Linked DNA regions of Ovis canadensis: region 2 is linked to region 1. A link is a contact called in public Hi-C data. All regions are on one chromosome and are shown on one strand. The core of a region is the stretch at or near the end of the contact, and the rest is flanking DNA. Distances in the headings are between cores, read along the strand shown.

What was found. A called contact is a pair of places that touch in the nucleus more often than the background predicts.
Region 2: a contact with region 1 is called in a Hi-C map of fibroblasts, with 4 times the contacts expected there. The contact joins the promoter of PIF1 here to the enhancer-like site in region 1. A contact is called at or near these places in 2 of 2 Hi-C or Micro-C datasets (fibroblasts and lung).

Annotation. Positions count from the first base shown.
Region 1 is chr7:55,701,333-55,708,627 of ARS-UI_OviCan_v2, reverse strand. No RefSeq gene overlaps it. Among named protein-coding and RNA genes, the nearest start is that of PTGDR, 40 kb to the right of the region's middle. Within about 2 kb of position 1,282, the one cell type or tissue checked has open chromatin away from gene starts, as enhancers often do. A contact at or near this core is called in fibroblasts, where this site is marked.
Region 2 is chr7:55,770,874-55,777,521 of ARS-UI_OviCan_v2, reverse strand. PIF1 (PIF1 5'-to-3' DNA helicase) reads right to left here and starts at 3,346. Exons shown (of 13, transcript XM_069596186.1): 1 at 2,068-3,346; 2 at 761-1,337. The coding sequence starts at 2,162.

The DNA.
Region 1 (7,295 bases), core at 33-2,532:
CACTCAGTTCTTTTTAACAGTTGCTCAGCATTGCATTGAATGATTGCACCTCAATTTATCTCACCATCCTCTACTGATAGACTCTTGGATTGGTTCCAGTTCTTTGCTATCATTACAGACAACACTACAGCAGACACTCTTGCACATTTATCTCTGCCCGCTCACTGATATTACTTCTATGGTGTAGATTCTTAGAGGAGTTGTCGAGCATAAAGTATACGTATCTTTTAAAAAATTCTGATAACTCTTGTCAAATTGCCTCAATATCTGGTCCCATTTTCCCCTCCACTGCTTTTGTTTCCATACCTTCCATACTATTTGCACATTTTTTGAGCATTGTTTTGCCAAGTATTATTAGGCCTCGTTTTCAAATGAATACACCAGGGCTGAATTAGCCACCATGCATGTCTTCAAGGGTTCGCTGTCTGGCAGGATTGGAGTGGGGATAGCAGCGTGGTGCAGAATGATAGCTGCGGACAGTTATTTCCATCAAAGCCAGAGCTGGCACCAAAGACTGGACCATAGGCTCTGGGAACCTGCAAGAAAGAGCAGCATTTTGGGTCTGGGGCCACACTGACTGGGCTGGCAGAGCCCTGGGCTGTGGGCACTATCCCTGGACTCAGTCCAGGCCTGGGTGGCCTCCTTACAGAGCCCTGGGACCCAGACCTCACTGTGCAGGTGGACTGGGTTTTTACAGCAGGCTGGCCCTGGCTCCTGCTCTGGGGCTCACACCCGAAGCTGTCCCATTTCCCCACCCAGGAATGCCAGGTCATCACACCCCTTCTCCACATCCCTTGTCCCGCTCTTTGCGACCACATGGACTGTAGCCCACCAGGCTCCTCTGTCCATGGAATTTTCCAGGCAAGAGTCCTGGAGTGGGTTGCCATTTCCCACAGTAATTTCCAAATGTTCTGTATGAATAAAGTCTTTCTACCTTTTCCTTCAAGATTAGAAAGGCTCAAGGTTCTCTGGGAGGTCCCTGGTGAAGCGGGAAATAAGGGGAGTGGGAATTAAACTGGAAGTTAACGCCACATTACTAACATCCCTGCCACAACTCGCCCTCACCCAAGTTCTTAGCCTGGCATTCGAGGACTTTCACTGGCAATTTTGGGGAAAGCCTCAGAGAAGAGAGCAGCAGGAAATCCAGAGTGGAAGACACAGCAGGGAGAGCCTCCTCCTTCACCGGAGGACACAGTCAACCACAGCTCAGACTACAGCCTGTGTCCACCACCCTATCTGGTGATGGCAACAGATTCCTTACACTCTCAGCTCTTTGCCGGCTCTGGCTCCCCCGCTTGTCGACAATGGGAACTGCAGTCGAGCAGAACCGGCTCCTCCCACTCCCGGAGGAGTTCCGGGGGGAAGTGCAGCTTGGGGAAGCAGGGCGCCCGCGCGCCCCATAGCTCTTGTCCGTTTCCTCCCCACCGGGGTGCTTGCTTGCGCTGTTTCCTCAGGTTTTCCCCCAGATCGCTTTTCTCCTGACGACAGAGCTGCCCCCTAGAGTTGGATTACCCCCGCGGACCCACCTGAAGGACGTCCTCTGTCCTTATCCGCAGTCGTGGTCGCTGCCCCGCCCGGGACCAGCGCTGGTGAGGCGCCTTAGCTGGATTCCACTCTGAACTCATACTTGTTTGCAGTGTGTCTCTGGGCGAATCATTAACCTTTCTTGAACTTCACTGTCTCCTCTGTAAAATGGAGCTTAGATTTACTATTTACTAGCGCCTGTTGGGCTGCCGTATATGGGGGTCGCACACAGTCGGACACGACTGAAGCGACTTAGCAGCAGCAGCAGCAGCATTTGCATTCCTAGGGATGACAAGATGGGATGGTCCAGATGGCAGGTGGAGAGCAAGATAATAATCACCACCATAATGGGTCACTCCCTGGGTGCGGGGGACTGCTCTAGGCATTTTGAAATGGCCCTATAAAAAGGTATTATTCACAGATGAGGTATCATCCACTAGTTAAGAAACAGATTTAGTGATTATCCCAGAGTCAGACAGCTAGAGGCAAAGCTGGGACTGGACAAGGGTGGCCATGGGTACACAAGTGCTGGGAAGAGTGGGTGCGGGTCCAAGGTTTATGAGTTTAGCAGGGTGTTGAGGCCTGAAAAATATCCAGCTGCTCCTCCCTTTGGGTCATTATTCAGTGTTTTCGGATAATGGATTATTCATGCCTTCTTAATGCTTTTGTGGGCAGAGACCTCAAAGACCATCCGTGCTGCTTTCCTTATGGAGAGCCAGGGAGAGACTTGTCCAGGGTCACGCTGGCTGGGCAGCTCCTTCCCTGTGCGCCTGCTCCTCCACCCACCCTTCTTCGTGGGAGCAGTTATAGTGGGGGATGCTCCTTCCCACCCACAAACTGCCCACTCAGTACAGGTCCCTCTGTGGGACCTCCCGCTGGCCACTCCTGACCCCACTTGGCCAGGGCCTTTTGCTATTCCCCTCCTCTCCCTCCTTCAGATACTCTCGGTCCCTCCGCCCTCACAGGGGTAATGCCCTAACCAGTGCCTCCCCCGGCTCCCAAGTGCTGGCATAAAATCAGCCAATATTTTACCACTCTGTGCTTGTCATGTGCATCTTTGTTTTGTTTTGTTAGAAAGGGGTTAAGCAACAGCAGTAGAAGGTTGTTGTATCGGTCCGGATCCATTTGGGAAACAGAATCTCTTTGCGGTTGCATGATAGAGGCTTTATGATAGTAATTTGCCTTGCACAGTTGTGGAAGGAGCTGGGGAAGACAGTGACCAGAAGGGGAGTTACAGCATCAGCGGAGTCAGTAATCATTCTGAGAAGCCAAGTTGGTCCAGCTGTGAAGGGGAACCACAGGGGAAGCTCCAGGAGGTCTGTGGGAAGCTGTTTCCTCTGTGTAGAGGATGCCTCTGGGTCTGCACTGAGCATCTGTGGTGGCAGGAGGCCACTACTGGTCAGTTGGATCATCAGTGGGGAATAAAAGTTGGATATGGAGTGGAGGAGAGAACAGGAGGATGCTGCAGGTCTTAGATAACTGACTATAACAACCTTCAGAGACTTGACTTTGAAACCTGTAAACATTTTATATAGTTCTAAAACAAAAGTATGTTAAACGTATCTAAACAGTTCACTGCTGTACGTGATATATGAAAGAGTAAATCCTAAGAGTTCTCATCACATGGGAAAATTTTTTTTTTCCCTTTTCTTTAATGTTGTATCTTCATGAGATGATGAATGTTCACTAAGCTTAGTGTGGTAATCACTTAATAATGTATATAAATCACATCGGTATCCACACAGTGCTGTATGCCAATTACAGCTCAATAAAATTGGAATGGAAAAAATCTAAAAAGGAAAATGAGGACTTACCTGGTGATCCATTAGTTGAGAATCTGTCTGCCAATGCAGGGAACATGGGTTCAATCCCTGCTCTGGGAAGATTCCACATGCTGCAAGCTGCAGCTACTGAGCCCATGTGCCACAGCTGCTGAAGCCGGAATGCTCTAGAGCCCATGCTCTGAAATAAGAAAAGCCACTGGAATGAGAAGTCGGCACTTCACAAATTGAGATTAGCCCCCACTCGCAGTAACTGGAGAAAGCGCTAGAGAAAGCCCACACATAGCAGTGAAGACCCAGCACAGACAAACATAAATAAATGACTAAATAATTGTTTAAAAAGCAAAATGAAATAAATAAACCTCTGCCTGTTGAGTTGGTAGCATAATCACATAGAGAGGAACTATTCAAAGTGGCTTTAAAACAGTAGTGTGGACTATACAGTTACCTCTTGGTATCTTCGAGGGATTGGTTCCAGCACCCCTGATGGCCAAATCTGCAGATGTTCAGGTTCCATATAGAGAGGCATAGTGTTTGCATCTAGTTTACCCACATCATCCCACATTAAATTATCTCCAGATTACCCGTAATTCTGAATACAATGTAATGCTATGTCAGTATGTGACAAATTCAAGTTTTCTTTTTTGAAACTTTCTGGATTTTTTTTCCCAAATATTTTCGACCTGGGGCTGATTGAATCTTTGGATTCAGGCCCTGCAGATATGGAGGGCCAGCTATAGGTCCCTGGTGGGATGTATGCAAAATGGCAAGACAAACTTTAAAAACAAAGTTTTCAGGAATCAAGTTATTGGTTATTGTGTTGAAATTGTTATTCTGAGACTGTTGTGAGTAGATTATAGGGTAAGGTGAATGAGGACTTCCAACATGGGAGAACAAAAACACAGATGTAATTTTGATGATGTTAGGTAAAACCCTATTGTCTTGAATTTGAGTTGATAGTCATGAGTAGGAACTTGTGATATGTTTCATCCGAGGAGAAATGAACGAACATTTCCTAGCTTTATCTACTGAAAGGTCTTAGAAATAAGATCAACCCAATAACAGTTATCATCCCTATCTTTACTGTTTGTTATAAAAGGATATAACCCAGGAACAGCCTTACAGAAGAGATGCACAGTGAAGGTATGGAGAGTGAAACCACCCCACCTCCCCCTGCCCTAGCTCCAGGTCGTTGCTCTCCCGGAATCTCCATGTGTTTACCAATCTAGAAGCTCTCTGATTCCCCTCGGCTTTGACTTTTATGGAGCTTTCATTACATAGGAATGATTGATGAAATAATTGACCAGTGGTGACTGATTCAAATTCCAGCCCTTCTCTCTTCCTCAGAGTTTGGGGAGGAAAGATGACTGAAAGTTCCCACCATCTAATCTCAACTGGCTCCCCAGGCAACCAAGCCCCAAGTCTTAGGACATCTAGAAAAATGGAGGTGTTAGTTGTTCCGTCATCTCCGACTCTTTGCGACCGCATGGACTGTAGCCCACCAGGCTTCTCCACCCACGCTATTTTCCAGGCAAGAATACTGGAGTGGGTTGCCATTTCCATCTCCAAGGGATCTTTCCAACCCAGGGATTGAACCTGGGTCTCCCACATTGCAGGCAGACTCTTTACCATCTGAGCCACACCTAGAGGTTTCCCAAATCACCTCACTAGCATAACAAAAGACACCTTTCTGGCATGCCACAGGTGCAAGTTTCCAAGGATTTTAGGAGCTCTGCTCCAGAAATGGGGACAAAGACAAAGTATGTATTTGTTATTATGAATCACAATATCACAGTGGTTTAAGAAATAAATTTGGGAAATCATCAATGGCTGCTAACTTCATACAAAGAGGGAAAAGATGTTTTGTACTTTTAATGAAAATGCACACCGCTTACGAAAGGAGCCTCTCTAAAACTCTGTTTACAAAATTTTTGATCAATCTACCAATTTATAGGAAACACAGGAGGAAGAAGAGTGTGGTAAATGTTATTCTAGGGAAGTCACAAGCAAAATATAGACTGTGGGAATCTCTATAGGATACACAACCCAGTGCAGTGAATCAATAAATAAATTGTGACGGGTAGGGGGCGGGAGAGAGAGAGTGCCTGCACAGAGTGGAACTTGTAGATTAAGAGACTTAAGAGACAAATCAGCAATTTCACTGTATGGAGCTTATTGGAATTCTGATTAGAATAAACTATAGTACAAATATATACATATCACAGTTGGGAAAAGTGGAACACTGAATTGATGATATTAAGGAATTACTGTTAACTTTCAAGTGTGAAAATGGTATTTTAGTTATGTTTTAAAATGAAGCTTTACTTATAGAGATACTGACATTTATGGATAAATTGATATTTATGAATCAGCTTCAAAATAATTCAGGAAGAGGAGAAAGTTAGCCACGGATTGCTAATTGTTGAAACTGGTTGATAGATAGGCATGTGGGTTTCATTATATTATTCTTTGTGTATATTTGAAAATTTCCATACTATTTACAAAACTCCTATTTCTTAGAAAAGATAAATATGGCAAAATATTAATGTGTAGTTCTATTCTTTTCACTTTTGTTTAGGTTTGAATTTTTCTTTCTTTTTCGGCTGCACTGGGTTTTTGTTGCAGCAAACCAGTTGTGATGCTCAGGCTTCTCTTGTGGAGCATGGGTTTAGTTGCCCCTCAGCATGTACGATTTTAGTTCCCCCCATATCCCCTGCATTGGAAGGCGAACTCTTAACCACTGAACCATCAAGCAAGTCCCAGTTTGAATTTTTCTAAACAAAACATTAGGAGAAAAGTTGTGGCTTTGTCTTGCTCCTTTTGCCCCAGCAGGAGTCCTCACCGCCCAGACCTTGGGCCCTTAGGGGCCCTTCTGAGCAGTGTGTTGGGCCTGGAAGAAGTCTTACGGTCACAGGCTATCACCTGGAGCAGGCCCCAGATTCTGAAAACTCAGAGTTAGGAATAAAATCCAGGCATTTCTGGACTCCTTTCTGAAGTTGCCTGGGGCACCTAGAACTTTGAACCTTCATGCTCAGGCTCCCATCAACTTGGGGAGTCCTGTGCCACTGAGACTTGCCCTCCACTGTCCTGCTGACTATCCCTCCCTCCCGGTGATTTATTGGTGAATAAAAATGCTTAAAGGGAAGTGGGGGGTGGGTAGATAACAAGTTTCAACCACAAATTGGCTCCAAAATCACTGCGGATGGTGACTGCAGCCATGACATTAAAAGCTTGCTCCTTGGAAGGAAAGCTATGGAAGGAAAGCTCCTTGGAAGGACAGTGTAGTTAAAAAGCAGAGACATCAGTTTGCTGACAAAGGTCTGTATAGTCAAAGTTATGGTTTTTCCAGTAGTCATGTACAGATGTGAGAGTTGGACTGAAAAGGAGGTTGAGCGCCAAAGAATTGATGCCTTCGAATCGTGGTGCTGGAGAAGACTCTTGAGAGTCCATTGGAGAAGACTCTTGAGAATCTGTTGGACAGCAAGGAGATCAAGCCAGTCAATCCTAAAGGATACCAACCCTGACTATTCCCTGGAGGGACTGATGCTGAAGCTGAAGCTTCAATACTTTGGTCACCTGATGAGAAGAGCCGACTCATTGGAAGAGACCATGATGCTGGAAAAGATCAAGGGCAGGAGGAGAAGGGGGCAACAGAGTATGAGGTGGTTAGATGTGATCACTGACTCAATGGACATGAATCTGAGCAAACTCCAGGAGATAGTGAAGAAGAGAGAAGCCTGGCGTGCTGCATTTCATGGGGTCACAAAAAGTCAGATATAACTTAGCAACTGAACAGTAACAACACCAAATTGGCGCTTGACATGGGTACTTGCCATCTACCTCTGCAAGGATTAAATCATGTGCTGCTGCAGCTGCTGACCTTCAACACCCCATGAAGGAGTTCAGGGTAGAGAGCAGAAATGAGGCACTCTGTGCTCAGGGAAAAAAACTGGCAGGACAGGTCTGCAGAGAGTTAGGTATTCTCAGGAG
Region 2 (6,648 bases), core at 2,097-4,596, 67 kb before region 1:
CTCTGCTGGCTTCTCTCCTTGGAGCCCTTGGGCAGCCTTGGCTCATCTGGAGATCTTGCCAGTAACCACAGGGGTCCAGGTCTCTCCCTGAGGAAGGGATCAAAGCTGGCTCTCCACTGACTCTGGGTATCACCCCTAAAGTCCCCTGTCTGCAGGTCTAGATTCTCCTCAGCATCCTCTCCTGGGTTCCCTAACTCTCTTGGTCCTCTCACCCATCCTTCCTTCTTACAACTCTTCCTGTCACAATCTGTCTCTTTGACCTAAAATCTCCCAAGCCAACCCTGCTTAGCCAAGGCCCCTTTTTGCCCCATCTCCATCTTCTCTGTGGTTTGTGATCCATCTGCTCCAGTTTGCGAACACTGTCACATCCACCAGTCTTTGTCCCCCAACACCTCCCCGCATCTGATTGGACTTGTGGGCTGCCCCTAACACAGCTGATCACTTTATTCTCTCCAAAACCTCCTCTCCTCCTCCAGGAGGACCTCATTCCCACATTTCTTCTGAAGCACCTTCTCTGCTCTCTCTTAACATGACCTAAGCACATTTTTCCTATTCTCACTGCTCAGTCTCAAGGATTGCACTATGAGAAACACACGCACAACTCCCATATTTCCGTTAATCTCAGAAGCCTGATGAATATTTCCTCTGAAGTAATCAGCAGCCATCTCAAATACCACCACCATCTTCCCCCTAAACTTGGGCTTCCTCGGTCTCTTCCATCTCCCCCTCCCCAAGGCTACCCCCGTTTTCCTGTCCTCACGGTGCGGGGCTTGGCTCCCGCCGGAGGTTCCGTGGGCCGCTTCACCGGCCTGGTATCCGTGACCCGGGTGGCCGCCGCGCGCCGCAACTCCTCGGGCTGCACCGGGCTGATGCTGATGAAGTCGCGGGGCCGCGGGCCAAGCAGCTGCGTGCGGGCGGAGCCCGGCCCGGGACCCGGGGCTACAGCCAGCTTGAGGCGCAGCGTATGCAGGAAGCGGCGCAGGCGGTCCGGGGGGCAATCGGAGAGCAGCAGCTGGACGGCGCTGGCCCGGGGAGTGCTGTCGGCGGGGAACCGCAGAGTGCTGCGCCCGGCTGCAGCGAAGCGGGTGAAGAGGCGCGCGGCGCGCACGGGGAAGCAGCGCGGCCGCCCAGCGGGCCCGGGCGCCTGCAACCTCAGCATCAACTCGCCGCGCTCGTTACGACCCAGGTTCAGCTCCGCCGTGCGTAGGGACTGGCGCCTTCGCGGCTGCCCACCGGGGCTCAGCTCCTCCACAGCCACACGGCACCGCAGTTCTCCGTCCTCACATTCTGCGGCCGCTGCCTGGGCGCCCGAAAGCATCGCCCCCGCCTCTGCAGGTCTGCAAAAAGACAGGAGTACAGGCGTTACAGGGACTCAGGGGACATCATAGGTGGTACGGAAGTCTGGATAGGGAGCCCAGTCAAAGCCACAAAGGGTCCCAGGGCTGTCACTGGTAACACAAAGAGGTCACGGAGACTGTAAAAGCACCCTGGGGCAAACAGGAAATTCTCCTAGACATTTCTCTCCCACACAATAATTTCCAGAGCTGCGGATGGGCAACGTCAAGCGCACTAAGGATTGGGAACCTCTGCTGTCCGACAAGAGCCACAGAAGAAGGGAGCCCCTGAACAGAATAGAAGCTTGCTTTTAAGAGACCCAGGGCAGGCACGGGAATCTTCTGTCCTCTCCGCAAGGAAGCAGGAGACTCACTTGTGGAGGTAAACAGGACTGACATGTTATCAGCGCCTTCCCTCTCCCAGCTACCTTCACTGGTTTATATGCAGCCAAGCTAGTGTCACTCTTTCCCATGTACAGAAGTGGAAAACAGACTAAAAGAGACCACAACGGCTGGTAGGAGTCAGGGATCGTGTGATTCGGAAGCTCTGGTGCTTCCCATCTCTAAGGTGGGGTGGAAGTAGAAATTATTTGGCTACGGAAATAGCGGAGGGACCCTGGCTTCCGGGAACCAGTCAACGCGCCGTCTGATTCATTCGTATGCACCCTCCCGGCAGGGACCCCTTGAAGAAGAACATTCTGCCTCCCACGTCTGGTATCAGGTGGACACTCACTTGTCCCAGCACTCGGACGAACCAGTTGAGAAAAGTCGGCCTGCAGGCATAAGTAGCACACTGGAAACTTTCAAATTCTGGGAGTAGAGAATCATCCTATCACCTGCAGGATCTTTAAATTTTCTAGCCAATCAGAGAAAGCAGGCGTGGCAAGGGGCGTGTCTTTCTGTGAACTTGGGCTGTACCAATAGCACGCCAGAGGAAGGAGGCTTATTGTGGTGGCGGAGCATACCAAGTCGCGCGGACGAGTGGATGTGGTGGGAGGGGACGGAGACTGCAGCTGGGCCGCGCGTGGATTAGTGTCACCAATTTCTTCTCTGAAGATTTATTTTCAAGACCTTGCCTCCAACACAGACTTCCTCCCCTCTAGCCCTCACACAGCGGCTGAACTTGGCCTTGGGGAAGAGCTGCCTCTGATCCCTCCCATCTATGTTTACACTCACGGGACCTTTGTCCGTTTCTGTGTAGACCGCCCTCCAGCCCTCGCCCCCTGACCGAGCCTGCTGCTCCCGGTGCCCCCCACCCCCAGTTCCTTCAACGCTTATCGGTCTTTGTGTCATTTTACTCATTTGTCTTTTCCATCCGTCTGAGACACATCAGTGAAGAACTGAGACCTGTGACCAAGTGCTCAGAGTACAAGGGAAGAGAGCGAGCCTCTGTCTTCAGGGAATGCGTATCCCTCTCATTGCACTGAATGCATAGGGAATTTGTTTTTAATTTTCTTTTCCCTCATTAAACCTTGGAATGACTAGCTAGAAGGCATCTTACAGGTGAGTCAGCTCGCTCATTTATCGAATTGCCTACATTTTTCAAATAAGGAAACCAAGGCTCCAGGAAGTTTTACCAGATGTCACATAGCTTTTAGATAGCAAAACAAACCCTGGAAGCCAAGTCTAAGCCTGTTAGTTTAACTACTACACCAGGCTGCTCCCAGAGAGAGAGAAAGAGAGACAGAGGCTGGTCTAACCTGGTGAAGGGAGTCCAGGCCTGAACTGGAATCTCAGCTCCTGAAAGGCACTTTGTTACACCAGACCTGCAGTTTTGATGTTTCCTTAATGTCTCTAAGCAAGTTTCCTTAATGTCGCAAGCCTTTGTTTCCTTATATTTAAAACTGGATGCTTGGGGCTGGTGCACTGGTATGACCCAGAGAGATGATATGGGGAGGGTGATGGGAGGGGGATTCAGGATTGGGAACTCATGTATACCCGTGACAGATTCATGTCAATGTATGGCAAAACCAATACAGTATTGTAAAGTAAAAATAAATAAATAAATAAATAAAAAATAAAGAGAAAAAAATGGAGAAAGATGAAAATGCATAGCTATGACTATACTAAAAACCATCAAATTATTTGCTTTAAATCGTATGGTATGTGAATTGTGTCTCAATAAGTCTGTTAGGAAAAAATAAAAATGAAAAATATTTTTCCTCTTAAATGTTGTTTTGACATATGACTACTAAGGTAAGGTGAAGTCGCTCAGTCGTGTCCGACTCTTTGCGACCCCATGGACTGTAGCCTACCAGGCTCCCCCATCCATGGGATTCTCCAGGCAAGAATACTGGCATGGGTTGCCATTTCCTTCTCCAGGGGATCTTCCTGACCCAGGGATCGAACACAGGTCTCCCGCATTGGAGGCAGACGCTTTAACCTCTGAGCCACCAGGGAAGAGAGCGAGCCTTCTTCTAGTGGCACAGAAAAAAATTTAATATCATTGTTGTAAGCAGAATAATGATACCCCCCCAAATATGTCTACATCCTAATCCCCAGATTCCTTTTGTATGTTACTTAACATAGCAAAAGGGACTTTGCAGATGTGATAAATTAAGGATCTTGACATGGGGAGACTACCCTGGGTTGTCTGGGTAGGCTCAATTAGTATTCTTATAAGGGAGGGTAGAGAGTCAGAGGAGATGTGATGAATAAGTGGACATGTGTGTGTTTGTGTGTGTGTGAAAGAAAGAGAGAAAGGCTGATTTGAAGATGTTACTGCTAGCCTAGAAAATGGAAGAAAGGGCCATGAACCAAGCCATATGGGATACAGGTTTCTTGAAGCTGGAAAAGGCTAGAGGAATGGGTTCCCCTCTAGATTCGCCAGAAGGAACACAGCTCTTGATTTTAGTCCAATGAGACACATTTTAGGCCTCTAGAACTGCAAGATAATCAGTTTGTCTTGTTTTAAGCCACCAAATTTGTGGTAATTTGTTATAGTAGCTATAACAATAAGAAACAAATATAATTACGAGCTAGAAAATGAAAGCTGGGATTATGAATGTATGTCTGTGTCTATTTCCGAAGCCTATGTTCTCTCTGCCCCCTACCCTGTGCTCAAAGTAGGCCCAGCACACTCACACAGCCTGCTCCCTTCTCCCTTCTCTCTGTGTCGTATCCCAGACTGGTTCCAGAGAAAGCATGGAGACTTCCATATGAATTTTCCCCCAGTATTTTTTTCATCTGGACTCACCATGCAGCTTGCGGGATTTTAGTTCACCAACCAGGGATCTAAACCAGCCCCTTGCAGTGAAAGCCGCAAGTCATAACCACTGGACTGCAAGGGAATGCCCTCAAAATTTTTTTTTTAATTGTAAAATATACATAACATAAAATTCACCACACTGACTATTTTTCAGTATACAATCCATTACCATTAACTGCATTCAGATATTGTATAACCATCACCACTATTTTCAGAAAAGTTTCATTATTCTGAAACAGAAACTTTGTACCCATTAGACCAGACATCCTGGAATGTGAAGTCAAGTGGGCCTTAGGATGCATCACTATGAACAAAGCTAGTGGAGGTGATGCATCACTACGAACAAAACTAGTGGAGGTGATGGAATTCCAGTTGAGCTCTTTCAAATCCTGAAAGATGATGCTGTGAAAGTGCCGCACTCAATATGCCAGCAAATTTGGAAAAGTCAGCAGTGGCCACAGGACTGGAAAAGGTCAGTTTTCATTCCAATCCCAAAGAAAGGCAATGCCAAAGAATGCTCAAACTACCGCACAGCTGCACTCATCTCACACGCAAGTAAAGTGATGCTTAAAATTCTCCAAGTCAGGCTTCAGCAATGCATGAACCGTGAACTTCCAGATGTTCAAGCTGGATTTAGAAAAGGCAGAGGAACCAGAGATCAAATTGCCAACATCTGCTGAATCACTGAAAAAGCAAGAGAGTTCCAGAAAAACATCTATTTCTGCTTTACTGACTATGCCAAAGCCTTTGACTGTGTGGATCACAAATACACTGTGGAAAATTCTGAAAGAGATGGGAACACCAGATCACCTGACCTGCCTCTTGAGAAACCTATATGCAGGTCAGGAAGCAACAGTTAGAACTGGACATGGAACAACAGACTGGTTCCAAATAGGAAAAGGAGTACATCAAGGCTGTATATTGTCACCCTGCTTATTTAACTTATATGCAGAGTACATCATGAGAAACGCTGGGCTGGAGGAAGCACAAGCTGGAATTAAGATTGCCGGGAGAAATATCAATAACCTCAGATATGCAGATGGCACCACCCTTATGGCAGAAAGTGAAGAACTAAAGAGCCTCTTGATGAAGGTAAAAGAGGAGACTGAAAAAGCTGACTTAAACATTCAGAAAACTAAGATCATGGCATCTGATCCCATCACTTCATGGCAAACAGATGGGGAAACAGTGGAAACAGTGGCTGATTTTATTTTTCTGGGCTCCAAAATCACTGCAGATGGTGACTGCAGCCATGAAATTAAAAGACACTTACTCCTTGGAAGGAAAGTTATGACCAACATAGACAGCATATTAAAAAGCAGAGACATTACTTTGCCAACAAAGGTCCGTCTAGTCAAGGCTATGGTTTTTCCAGTGGTCATGTATGGATGTGAGAGTTGGACTATGAAGAAAGCTGAGCACCAAAGAATTAATGCTTTTGAAGTGTGGTGTTGGAGAAGACTCTTGAGAGTCCCTTGGACTGCAAGGAGATCCAACCAGTCATTCCTAAAGAAGATCAGTCCTGGGTGTTCATTGGAAGGACTGATGCTGAAGCTGAAACTCCAATACTTTGGCCACCTGATGAGAAGAGCTGCTGCTGCTGCTGCTGCTGCTGCTGCTGCTGCTGCTGTCGCTTCAGTCGTGTCCGACTCTGTGTGACCCCATAGGCGGCAGCCCACCAGGCTCTCCCATCCTTGGGATTCTCCAAGCAAGAACACTGGAGTGGGTTGCCATAGAGCTGACTCATTTGAAAAGATCCCGATGCTGGGAAAGATTGAGGGCAAGAGGAGAAGGGGATGACAGAGGATAAGATGGTTGGATGGCATCACCGACTCAATGGATATGGGTTTGGGTGGACTCCAGGAGTTGGTAATGGACAGGGAGGCCTGATGTGCTTCTGTTCATGGGGTCATAGAGAGTTGTACACGACTGAGTGACTGAACTGAACTGAACTGAGACAATAACTCCCATTCCTCTGTTCTCAGCCCCTGGCACCCCAAATATTTTATTCTGAAAATATATTCCAACATGTACAGAAAGATTGAAAGGCTTTTACACTGAACACCATATACCTAGCATCAAGATTCTACAATTAATATTTTGCTG